Linked DNA regions of Sus scrofa: regions 1 and 3 are each linked to region 2. The links are chromatin contacts, called in public Hi-C and HiChIP or PLAC-seq maps. All regions are on one chromosome and are shown on one strand. Each heading gives the region's core, a stretch centred on a gene start, on an enhancer-like site or on the middle of the called end of the contact. The rest is flanking DNA. Distances are from core to core; before and after follow the strand shown.

Evidence for each region. A called contact is a pair of places that touch in the nucleus more often than the background predicts. HiChIP or PLAC-seq counts read pairs in DNA pulled down with a chosen protein or histone mark.
Region 1: an H3K27ac HiChIP or PLAC-seq map of skeletal muscle shows a contact between it and region 2. The contact joins the enhancer-like site here to the promoter of FOXO3 in region 2. A contact is called at or near these places in 3 of 5 promoter capture datasets (liver and skeletal muscle), 17 of 47 Hi-C or Micro-C datasets (alveolar macrophages, blood, embryonic fibroblasts and 8 more) and 2 of 2 datasets of contacts at active chromatin or transcription factors (alveolar macrophages and skeletal muscle).
Region 3: a contact with region 2 is called in a Hi-C map of liver, with 5 times the contacts expected there. The contact joins the enhancer-like site here to the promoter of FOXO3 in region 2. A contact is called at or near these places in 1 of 5 promoter capture datasets (fetal liver), 3 of 47 Hi-C or Micro-C datasets (fetal liver, liver and retroperitoneal adipose tissue) and 2 of 2 datasets of contacts at active chromatin or transcription factors (alveolar macrophages and skeletal muscle).

Annotation. Positions count from the first base shown.
Region 1 is chr1:74,725,630-74,729,892 of Sscrofa11.1, reverse strand. The region is part of intron 1 of FOXO3 (forkhead box O3); the gene reads right to left. Among named protein-coding and RNA genes, the nearest start is that of FOXO3, 98 kb to the right of the region's middle. Within about 2 kb of position 1,907, at least 25 of the 83 cell types and tissues checked have an H3K27ac peak or open chromatin away from gene starts, as enhancers often do. A contact at or near this core is called in liver, mesenteric adipose tissue, omental adipose tissue and 3 more, where this site is marked.
Region 2 is chr1:74,627,601-74,631,757 of Sscrofa11.1, reverse strand. It overlaps FOXO3 (forkhead box O3), which reads right to left and starts at 2,063. Exons shown (of 2, transcript NM_001135959.1): 1 at 1,446-2,063. The coding sequence starts at 2,063.
Region 3 is chr1:74,696,797-74,700,923 of Sscrofa11.1, reverse strand. The region is part of intron 1 of FOXO3 (forkhead box O3); the gene reads right to left. Among named protein-coding and RNA genes, the nearest start is that of FOXO3, 69 kb to the right of the region's middle. Within about 2 kb of position 2,278, at least 13 of the 83 cell types and tissues checked have an H3K27ac peak or open chromatin away from gene starts, as enhancers often do. A contact at or near this core is called in fetal liver and liver, where this site is marked.

The sequences.
Region 1 (4,263 bases), core at 658-3,157, 98 kb before region 2:
CTTGTAAGGACTCTCCACTAACCCAGACACCAGCTGCATGTGCTTCCCCTGGAACACAGAGAGGGTTTTGTCTGGAAGCAACATGTGGTATCAATTTATCTTTCTCAGCAAAGGCAACAAGGAATCCACTGACTTTAAAAATAAAAAGGGAGTTGTGTAATTTAACTCTTAAAGGCCTCTGCTTTTTATTTATTTATTTATTTTTTTGTATCTCAAAATGAGTTACGGTTGTCAGCTCCCAAGCCAGACCCATTGCTTCCCACCAAGCAGATTGCAGGCATCTCCCTGGGCCCCAAGGGATGTCAGTGGGGACCACTGTAAAGGACTACTTTTAAATCCTATACTCATCCACCTTGCACACAGGACCAGCCCTTCCAGTAGGTCTCCCTGCTTTGACTTGTGGGCACTGAGAATTCAGAATGCGGCTGCCAAAGGCCTAAATCCAAATGTATGCATCTGCTGAAAGGTAGATGAAAATGGTCACGTGAAAAGGCCGATGGAAACCATGAGTCAGGGGGAGACCCTGGGGGCTGGGAGCCATAAAACAGCAGGGCAAAGGCAGGCTCTTAGATTTATAATGACAGGCTCTGTCAAGGGCAGTTCTCAGGCCGAAGCCATGATTTCTCTTAGGTATCAGTTCTCCACCCTGGCTGCCTCTTCTCAGCACCTGGGGAGACTTTTAAGAACTCACTCTTAGGAACTGGTACAGGTAAGGCCTGGGCAGAGGAACATTTTTAAAGCTCCCCTGATTATTCTAAGGTGCAGTTAGAGCTGAGAATCACTAGAATTTCCCCTGTATGTTTCTACTGGCTAAGACTCTGAGTCCAAAGCTAATGTACTGCTGGTCCTTCCAGGTCTGATAACACAGCACAGCACATGTTCTTCAGGTTCAAGGTTCCACATTTTAGAAGGTAAGGAGGAGAATCAGGCTCATAGATTAAAGTTATGTTTATAGGTACAGAGTAAAATGGAGAGTTTAGAACAGTTTTGCAGATCACTGAGGTCCAGATATCTTTGTTTTTCTTAAAGGTAGGGGGAAGGGTCCCTGATCTCGCACTGCCTCGTATGATAGTCATCCAGTCTGCCCCATGCCACTTCTCCATCCAAAATCGCTAGGCATGGACAGAAAACAGGGCAAGTGGACTTTTGCAAAAGTAGGAACTGATACGGGCTGAAGAAGGGATGGGCTGGGACAGTAATTGATCCCTGTAATTTTCAGAACCCTCCCTAAATTAGCATGCAGCCTCACATATCTCTTTTATAATAGACTGTCCTTCAAACAATATGCCAAAAAGAGAGACTGCATAAAAATAACCACGGAAAAAGCCATACCCCAATGCTGAGGTACTTATTAGCTTCCAAGTGTTACTTACTGAACTTCTCTGAGAACCAAAGTACACAAGCAAAGAGAGCCTCGAGAATATTAAAAAAAAAAAAAAAAAAGTGTCTCATTCCTCGGCTGTACAAAACACTGTATCACTGCACTCAGTGCAAAGACCCTGGGGAGGGAGGGGACACTGCAAAGGGCCAAACAGTGCCACCACCTGAGGGGGGAGTGTGAGGGCTGGTTCTTATTAGCCATTAGCCATTTAGCTGGCTTACCCTCTTCTCCTACATGTTATCTGAGGGCTAACTTGATCGAAAGTGAGTATGCAAAGTATGAGAGCATAAAACAGACCTGAAGTCAGAGTTATTATCTCTGACTATACATATGGACCAGCTACAGGAGCCTTTCAGACAGAGAAGAAAATACAAACATTCATATAGAGGATTACATAATCAACCCTGATGTGCAAGACAAGTTCCAGGCAAGCTCCACTCTTACTCATCTCTAGAACACTAAATGTTTCAACCATTAAGAGACTTATTTTTAAAAAATGATTTTCTAAAATAAATATTGTCAGGAATTTGGCTGAAGGATTAAATTTCCGGCTAGAAACAAGATTTCCATTAAACTTGCTGACAATAATCTTCTACCCAGAGAGATCTTGGAAAACTAACGTTTGTTTCAAGTTTTTATGCAGTAAGCACAGATTCTGGCCTCTCGTTTGGAGGAATAAAATAACAACCCTGGTGATGGGCAAAATGAATCCATTTTCTATCCCAACAAAAGTAAGACATGGGAAGCTCGTTTAGGAGAGGAAGACCTAGGCAATCTGTTCTGCCCCCAACAGAAAAAGATATCCTAGATGGGAAGAAAACTCCCCTAAAGAGCTACCTGCACTGTTAGAGGCAGTTTTGCTGGGTTTCCTAGTGTGGGTTTTTATTTTCATATTGATTTTTTTAAAAATTTTTTTCATTGAGCGATCTTTTCAGACCTTCCACAGCTGTTTCTGCTCTTGGAGGGCAAGAGGGAACATTCCATTCCTCCCAGCCAAACCTGCACTTCCGGCACACAGAGAACCCTGGCAGCCTTGCGCCCTCTGCCCACACCCACTCCCTGCAGCACCCTCTCCACCCCCAAACCCTCCTGCTTCCAGCTCCACCTCCCCACCGATCCCTGAAGAAGCAGCAACTAACTGAGAAGCAACATGCAGTCAACGGAAAGACAGCCTCCAGAAAGCAGGTTAAAGCTGCAGCATTTGGCTGTCCCTGTTCTTTCTCCGGGCTTCTTCCTGATGTGACTGAATCCCTTCCCCTTTCCATAAAGGGTTCAGCAAACACATGCTACTTAAATTTCCCTTTAAGGCTGTGCAGGACTAGCCACACAAAATGGATGCTTCAAAGGGTTAAAAGCCACGAAGTTATTAAGAGGACATTCTTGAAACTGACACTGCAAAGTAGAACAGAAATAGTTTTATTAATAACATAATTTTCACTTAGACTAAAAAAAAAAAAAACTGCAAACTTTTCCAGTTTGAAAACGTACTGTGGGCGGAAATGGAGAATAAAACGGCTCTGGAAATACACATCCACAATTCAGGAACACATCAGCGTCTCATGTGGCATTATATAAGTAATCATCAGGGCAGAAAGTTCAGTTAAAAAGTAATACTGTGGAAAATGGAGAAGGCTGTGAAACCCACCTAGTAATAAGCAGCCTGAACTTTACAGTGAAAGAGACTCACGACCAGAGAGATACAAAGCAAACCTGAATTCAATCAGCCAGGAAAGGACGGCCAAGCTGAGACAGACGCAGATCTCCAGGCCTTGAGGTGGTACAGTAAATACTGGCTACAGACACCATTCGTCCCAGCATCCGGATTACCATAACAACTTAAGGGGTGAGGTGCAGGGAGCACAGACGATGGATAATCCATCCATCCATCCGACTTCAGCCTGTCTTGCTTTACAACTTGAGGATAGATGTCTATCTCCTCTGACACATACTGAGCCCTTTACAACCAGATGTCTTATTATGGCTTTACCTCCTAGCATGGGGCTGGTACACAGCAGGTGCTCATTCACTCTAATCAATGAATGAGTGGGAAGGGGAAGTCACCACAAAATAGGCATGAATTATATGTTAAAATGAAATGTTAGAAAACAGGAGACCAGTGAATGATCTTCAATGTGCGAAGAATGGAAGTAAGTGTCCCCTGTAAAACAGGAAGAAGCATTTAGGTTGTTCTCAAGTTGACGAATCTCAGCCTTGGGTATTAACTTCGATTATACAACCCAATTTCCAAAAATAAGACGATACAGTCTAGGAAGGAGCTTCAGACTCTCTGTACTATTAGAGAGGTGGGCAGAAGAGTGGTAAGTGGGCTACTGGGAGGAGGGGGGCGCGGGAGAATGGGCTCTGGTGCGGCCAGGGTGTAAAGCTGACCCTCTGCTTGTCTCAGGATGTTATGGAGCCCCATTACTCGGCAACACGGTTGACCCGGAGCACTCAGAGGCACCCTCGAAACCAGAGGTAACACATCTGGTTCTAAAGTCTCTTCCCAGCGAGCACGGAGGTAACAAGAAAAATCCAAAACAGGGTCCACTGCACCTGCAAACTGAAGGCACTTATTGTACCTGGTACCGCCAGGGCTAACTTCTGTGCTCGGTAAAATCGAATCTCATTTTATTTTCAGAGCAAGCCTGTCAGGAGGACACAGAGGCCCAAAAGAGTAACTGCCTAGAGGCGGTGGTGCCAGAAATCAAGCCCAAGGCTAATCCTAGAGCAAAGCTCTCACCACAGCACCAGGGGTGTCCCTCTTAAGTTACTGAACCACCCAAGGAGAAAGGCATCAGTCACAGGTGACCAAGGGACAGAGAGCTTTCAAGACTACACAGACCTGTGTCACTGAACTAAATACTCCCAGCTGTAAGTTTCCA
Region 2 (4,157 bases), core at 814-3,313:
AAAAATATCAAAGCACACCTTTTGCTTTTAAGGTACCTACACAAGCCCTTCCCAACACTAACCACTAAAAAAAAAAAATCGTATGGCACTTTGTAAGTTTTTTTTAAACAATTATAAGTCAATACATTGAATCCTTTAGCTTTATATACTAACTCCTCTCCAGTGCTTCAGTTCTCCACTAAGGTCAAACTGTTCTTTATACACCCACTGGAACCCAGGAAGTACAGGACTCCCCAAAGACAATGAAAGAAGGGACAGAAGGAGGAAGCAACTACCTCTTTAATTAAAAAAAAAAAAAAAAAAAAAAAAAAAAAAGCTAACTTGTTAATAGAAGCAACTGAGAAATAATATGAAGTGATATGTATCTCCCTCCAGTTGCACAGGGCTCTCTTTTGCCTGGTACCGACTAACTCATATCACAGAGATGGGGGCCTGGCAAAAACAAAGCCGCTGGGTATCTGCAGCCCAGCAGGGGCACAGGAGTTAATCTCTTTGGATGCCCAACTGCAGGAAGTCATTACATCATAGGCCTTTCCACACCTCTCTCCCTACCACGTGTCCAGTGCCCCAAGAGGCTGAAAAGGAACAGTGGAGAGCCTCTCTTCAGGTTCACTTACAGGTAGAAGCCATTATGGCTCAGCTCTGCCAGCAAACCTGCCTCCCAAAGGCTTACGTGAAGCGACAGGCCCCGGTTCTCTACTCCTGGACCCGCTGCTTGAAACAGCTCCAGAGGCCAGGCCTCAGCGGGGAAGCAGCAGGTGCAGGACAGTTCCCGCTGAGGTGGAAGGGCTGGCCGGGTCGGGGCCCAGATCATCTCAGAGGCTACTCAGAGGAAGGTTTAAGGTTGAGACACCTCTTAGGAATAAAGGTGTTAACACACGCAAGGAAAGAGAGCCGGCCAGGAAAAGGTTTACAACCACTGCTTTTTGTAATGGGATCGATGTGCCTGTGGGAGTTAACACCTACAAGCCTGAAACTTGGACACAGGGGTTCTCATCTGGCTAGTCTCAACACACCACGCTTAGGCGACCGACTGGAAACCACAAATCCAACCCCTCCTCTGGGCACTGATTCCCAAACAAGTCCCCTCACTCCACCCGCAGCGGCCTCGCCGCACCCCCACTACGGGGAAACCTGCTCCAAAGCTGGCCGCGGACGTACCTCCTCCGCTACAACCCAGGAATCGGGCAAATGCACTCCTGCCCATCTGGCCAAGCCTGAGGCTTCCCCAGGAGCCTCCTCTCCCGCTCCCGCCGCGTCCGCAGCGGTCCCCGGGCTCCCCTCCTCCGGAGGTCACACAGAACCCCCAAAGCCTTACAGCTGAGGCTCTCCCTGCCAACCCCTCTCCCGGGCGCCCGCAGGCGCGCTCGGACGAATCGAAGGCGCGTCTCGCACTGCGCAGGAGACCGGGCGGGTCTGTCCGCCCGTCCGAGGTGGGTACGCACCTTCCAGCCGGCAGAACTGTTGCTGTCGCCCTTATCCTTGAAGTAGGGCACGCAGCGCACCATCCACTCATAGATCTGGGACAGAGTGAGCCGTTTGTCCGGGGAACTCTCGATGGCGCGAGTGATCAGATCGGCGTAGGACAGGTTCCCCCAGGCGTTCCGCCGGGAGGAGCATTTCCTCGGCTGCCCGGAGCCCCCAGCCGCCCCCGGCTGCGGCGGTGGCAGTGGCTGCTGAGGCTGCAGCGGCGTCTGCGTCCCTCCGCTCAGCGCGCCCGCCGCGGAGGCTGGGCCGGACCCGGGTTCCTGCCCTCCGGGAGCCAGCAGCCTGGCCGAGTCCTCCAGGAGCAGCCCAGAGCCCAGCGGGCCGCCCCCGCCGCCGCCGATCGCCATGGCCGAGCCGGCCCTACCGCCGCCGTCCTCGTCGTCTTCATCGTCCTCCTCCTCGGGGATCATGGAGTCAGCGGCCGCCTCCCCCGAGGGCTTGGCCGGGCTCCCCTGGAGCTCCGGCCTCTGCAGGGGCCACGTACAGGAGCGCGGACGGCTCTGGGGCTCGAACTCCGGGTCCAGCTCCACTTCGAGCGGAGAGAGCGGGACCGGGGAGGCCGGCGCCTCTGCCATCTTCGCCGCCTGCCCGCCCGCGGCTCCGGCTCTCACACTCTCCTCTTGCGCCGGGGCGGGGTGCGGCGGGGGAGGGACGGGGGCGCCGCGAAGGCTCGGGCTCCCGGGCGCCGCCGCCGCTGCTACTGCCGCCGCCTGGGAAAGCACGAGAGGAGAGAGAAGGAGAGTTGATTATCCCGGGCTGGAGCTCAGTCCCCGGCGAGTCCTCGCCCGCCGCCGCCGCCGCCGTTTCCCGACCACACCGCGCCCGCCTCCCAGGAGCAGGCAGACCTGGAGACGTGCGTCCCGCGAACCTGGCGCTGCAGACGCCACCCCCTGGTCAGGCCGCGGGGGAGACAGGAGCGAATCGACAGGCTCGCACGGGGCAACCCCCTCCCCCCGCCGCCACCGCCAGCGGAGCTGCAGGTCTCCACTGGGCTAGGTGGCGGGGCGGGGAAGAAGGGGGAGGGGCGGGGCGGGGGAGGGGCGCGAGCCGCGCCTTTAAAGCGGGCAGCAGCCCGAGCTGGCGCAGCCCAGACGCGGTCGGAGCCTGAGCCCGGGTGTGCGTGCGTTTGTTTATGTTTCGCTCCGGCCCGCACAAGTGCTTCCCGCGGCGCCACCGCCGCCAAAGTCTGTGGCGTCTTCGGCTCTTCTCCCCGGCCTGGTCCCGGCCCCGCCGCCTCCGCGCTCTCCTGCCATCCCCTCCCAGCGGAGGACCCGAGCCCGAGGACTGCGCGGGCAGTCCCCTTCTCCTCTCTTCGCCCGCGGGCCGAGAGGGCGAATGTGGGTCCGAGCGCAAACGGGCCCTTGTCACTTCCAGGAACAGGGAAAGACGGGAAGAAGGGAGACAAGCAGCTCAGCGGGTGTTTGCCAAGGGTCGAGCTGAGCAGCAACGGCCACTTTGGGGGTGGTGTGGTTTATTTTCTCGCGGGCGTTGTGCCCTCCACCCCTTTCCCTATAAGAACGGGGGGGAGGGGAGTAGTCGAAACGTAAATCTTCCAACAGGTCAGGAAGCACAAGTCTCCCAGGCCAACAGAAAACCCGGACCAGCACGTTCATCACCTCCTTGCTCCCACTGCTGCCATCTTGACAGTTTCCCCCCTTCACTCAAGTCCTTTAAAAACACTAGCGGGAGAGAAGAAGGGCGCGCACACCGAGTCACGGGGAGGGAAAAGGGAAGCGCCTGGCCCAGCTCGGAAGCAGATCCGGAGTCACCGGGAAGGCGGCCGCCCCGCTGCACAGCTCCGGCGCCTACCTCGGTTCCTTCCCTTCAGTGACGAGGGGGGAGGACGCACAATCCCGCGCGGGCCCGGGGCGCGGCGAGGAGGGGGCGCACAACCTCAGCCAAGGAGAGGCGCTCCGGCCGCCGCTGCTGCAGCCCGCCTGAGGAACCGCCTGTCAGCCAGCGCGCCGCCGCCTTCCACATTCCTCCTCCTCCCTTCCACGAGCAGGGCGGCCGCGGCAGCAGCACAAAGTTATAGACACACGCAGGGTGCCTCAACCTAGGCTGACGGCGAGCGGGTCCCCGCCCAGGGGGAGGGCTGGGCAGCGTGCCCGGGTGCGCTCGTGTGCGCGCGTGTGTGTGTGTGTATGTGCGCGCGTGCGCGGCCCAGATCCCCGGGGCTGCGGGCTTGGGTGTCACGGCGCGCATCGGCGCCGGGACACGGCGGGCTCCAGCAGCCTTCCCCGCCGGGCTCCTCCTCCCTCCCGCGAGCCTCAAAGAAAACAAAGCGTGGCGCGGGCCCAGAAGAAAAGGGAGGGGGCAGCCCAGAGCCCCAAACGGTCCACGAGCGCTGTCGCGTGGCCGCCCTGCCTCGGAGCAGGGCGCCTGGCACTGGGGGGTCCCCCTAGCCAGCGCGTCCCTCCGCCAGGCTCTGGGCCCGCCCTGGTGTCCGGTTCCCCTTTAGAACCCGACACCAGGTAACACCTGGAGACGAGATGCTGTCCGCTGATGATAAGAGTTACCTCAGCGTGAAAGTACTAGCAAGCGAAGATGTTGGGGCCCTCAGGACTTCGATAAGCTGATGCCCTCAGTTTTGATCCTGCACGAAAGTTTGCACTTAGTCTCTAACCTAAGACGCCTGACTGCAATCGTATTTCATTTTTCATGAATTT
Region 3 (4,127 bases), core at 1,029-3,528, 69 kb before region 2:
ATCCATGAAAAAGCCTGAGAAAAGCATCTAAGTAGCAGTTACTTCACTTATTTAATGTCTCCTGCGGGGGGGGGGGGGGAGTGTTTTTTTAAAATTATGGAATAATAGTGCTGAAAGAGAGATTTTACTATGAAGCAAATGTTTTACCTCCACCTAAACCCTTCTGAAAAGACAGAGTATTTGCTTCTAACATTATCATCCCTTGACTTTGCCATCGAAGTGCAACATGCTGGTAAGACAGTAAGAGGAGAGAAATAAACAAAAAACCTCCCTCCAAACTGATACCACAACTACCAAGCCTCTCCTTCCTGGCACTCCTCCCCCTCCCCACTGATTCCACCATGTCTCAGATCTCAAGACACCACAGTAAGGAGGTGCCAGAAAATTAGACAACCCTCATCCTCAACCGTACTTGCGCTCCCTACTGAACTGCAGTGGAAGAAGGTCTTAACAGGCTCCTTCACAATCCAGAAAGCAACTCTGGTCCCTCACCCCTGAAAATGCCACCTGCTTCCTCTGATCTATCTGCCTCCCTGGCAACTCCAGACTGCTGTTGGGCATTATTATTATTTATCACCAAGAGTAAAAGATAAGCTTCAATTTACTTTGTGTTAGGGAACGAGGCTAAGCACTTCATATGCATAACTTAAATGTAATCCTCAATTGAGATTTTTTTTTTTTTAACTTATGTGAAATAGGAGCAAGGAGGTTCCAGAACTTGCTCAGGGTCTCACCAGGAAGTCAAGGAGTTCAGACTGGAACCTAGGTCTGTCCTAAAACCCAAACTCTAAACCATGACACAACCTTAGGCAAAAAAGGATCCTATAAGCCCCATCCCCAGTGCAGAAACTCAAAGCCCTCTAGAGATGAGAAAACCATCCACCCTCCTTGTGTGAAAACTTTTCCACCACAAGAAAAGGGAACTCTCCTACACTGCTGGTGGGAATGTAAATTGGTACAACTACTATGGAAAACAGTATGGAAATACCTCAGAAAACTAAATACAGAACTGCCATATGATCTAGCAATTCCACTCCTGGGCTCTATCTGGACAAAACCTTCATTGAGAAAAATAAATGCACCCCTATATTCATTGCAGCACTATTCACAATAGCCAAGACGTGGAAACAACCTAGATGTCCATCAACAGATGAATGAATTAATAAGATGTGGTGTATATACACAATACTACTCGGCCATAAAAAAGAAGAACAAAATAATGCCATTTGCAGAAACATGGATGCAACTAGAGATGCGCATACTAAGTGAAGTCAGAAATAGACAAGTATCATATGATATCACTTAAATGTGGAAACTAAAATATGGCACAAGTGAATCTCTCTACAGAACAGAAACAAATTCATGGACATAGAGAAGAGACCTGTGGTTGCCATGGGGGAGGGGGAAAGAGTGGGATGGACTAGGAGTCCGGGGTTAGTAGATGCAAACTACTGCATTTCAAGTGGAGAAGCAATGAGGTCCTGCTGTATAGCACAGGGAACTATATCCAATCACTTGTGATAGAAACGCATATATAAGTGGGTCACTTTGCTGTATGGCAGAAATTGACAGAACACTGTAAAGCAACTATAATAATTTTTTTAAAATAAAAACTAAACTTAAAAATTTTAAAAACAGGAGTTCCCGTCGTGGCACAGTGGTTAACGAATCCGACTAGGAACCATGAGGTTGCGGGTTCGGTCCCTGCCCTTGCTCAGTGGGTTAACGATCCGGCGTTGCCATGAGCTCTGGTGTAGGTTGCAGACGCAGCTCGGATCCCGCGTTGCTGTGGCTCTGGCGTAGGCCAGTGGCTACAGCTCCGATTAGACCCCTAGCCTGGGAACCTCCATATGCCGTGGGAGCGGCCCAAAGAAATAGCAAAAAGACCAAAAAAATTTAAAAACAAAAATGAAAACCTTTCCACCAGCCAAGGGTTCCTCCCACCTGCTGCCTCTGCCTGCCAGTGCCTAGTGTGGAGGAAGGAGGCGTGCTCCCCACCCTGTCCCTGGGCAGAAGGCTGGCCCACCTCTTCCTAATTACAGCTGGCAAGGAGCGGGGTTTAAACACTTTCAACACCGTGGAACCTGCCTGGAACCTCCTTCCTCCCACCTGTCCCTGCCTCATGTGCTGGATGAAGCAAATGGATCCGTGAAGAGTCACGCACCGAGAGATAAAACCCGTGGTGAGACGTCACTCTTCCTCCTGCCCCAACCCCCTGAGTGACATTTCCTTCCAAAGACCTCCCCTCTACCCCACAAACAGCCTGTCCCTGCCAGTTCTCTGGTGTGGGAGAAAAAAGATTGAGAAAACGGGTTACTGTGGATTAGCCATTAGAAAGCCCCTGCTGAGCTCATGCTTTATCTTGGTTAATGCTTAAATATGCAAGTCAGAGACTTCAAGTTCATACAGGGCTTTTGGAGGAGGGGAGTAGCAGAGGTAATCTTGTCATTTTTCCTGGCATGGAGCAGCCCAGGAACAAACACATATTTTGTACGGAAAAGTAGATTCTGAAACTGAAAGCAAAGATAGAAGACTAAAATACGTGATATCTTCCCACATTTCTGTTGAGGAAGAACCAAAGAACCCTGGACCAAGGAACAAGTATCAAAGAATAAGACTAATGGTTACTGGTGACTGAGCACTCGGTCTCTGCTAGGCTCTGTGCCGGATGCTTTATAGATGATTTTTCAGGCAATCTTCATAACCTGTGAAGTTCTTATTATAAGAGGAAACTGAAGCTTGGGGACTCTACTTCCAAAGTAATTACACAGCACTTACTGTGTGCCAGGCACTTTAAATAAGCATATATTGACTCCTTTAATCCTCACAATAGCCCTGTGGGGTGGGTGATACCATTAAGAGAGAAGAAAACTTACTGAGGACGTCACCTGCCCAAGGTCACACAGCTGGTAAGTAAAAAGATTTATTAACCCTACTTACTAACCACTCAAGGAAGGATCTGACCATCTGTGCTTCTGTCACGGAACTATATGACAAATATACTATGAGGGGTTTGTTTTTTCCTCCCCTCCATTCCTTTTTTTCTTTTTCTTTCTTTTTGGCTGTTATTTCTCCAATGAGACTGCAAACTCTTAGGAGATCACTCTTCATATTCTACTCAGCCATCAGTACTGTGAAAGACAGAGTCATCAGTAAACATAGTTGACCCTTGTTCAAGGCAGAGGAGGTTAATTTACAGATTCAACCAACAGTGGACCATGTAGTACTGCAATATTTACTGTTGGAAACTATCTACATATGAGTGGACCCATGCAGTGCAAGCCCGCCTTGGTCAAGGGTCAACTGTGATCAAGCTTGGTGCCATACAGGGATGGATCTGACTGCTGGGAGCACTAAGCTCTGCTGCCCGGGTCCAGGCCTCCAGATCCCCACCCCTCAGGAGCCCCCAAAGCCTCCTGGCCAGCCTGGGTCCATTCTGGGGATACATGAAGGCAGACTGGTACCGACTGAAAATGGCCTAACATAAAGGTCAGATTCTTTCACTCCCCATTTTCAATCCACTGGGGAGCAAACGAATAGCAATTGGACATCAGCTCCCTCCTACTCCACCCCCGACCTGATGTCCACAAGAACGCCAAACCCTCCCTCCCACCAGACCTGGGAATGACCTCAGGAGCCACCATCAACTAGCATGTCAGCATGCAAGAGGGCATCTGCAGACTACTCCTGCCCTACAGCATGAAGAACACACCCTCTGTCCTGACCTCTGGGCAGAACTGCTGCCTTTTTTCTCACTAGCTACCCTTACCTGCGGTTGTTACTTCCTTGACAACTGGTTAGGAGCCCCTACCATACACTAAGCTCTCTGTAAGGGGCTGGAAATACAGCATAAATTAGAGACACACAATATTTGCCCTCACAGTGCTCATCCATCCTTTTCAGCTTAAGAAACTCAAGCTCAGTTCACATGCCACCTCCTATGTAAAACCTCTGGGGACAATACTCATTTAAAGTCATTGGCTAACAGATTTAAAAATCACCTAAATTCCTAATCAACATATTGGCATGGCCAGTTGAGGAACTTAAAATACCAGATAAAAGAAAGCAAGATTGGGACTCCCCTTCGTGGCTCAGTGGTTAACGAACCCGACTAGTATACACGAGGA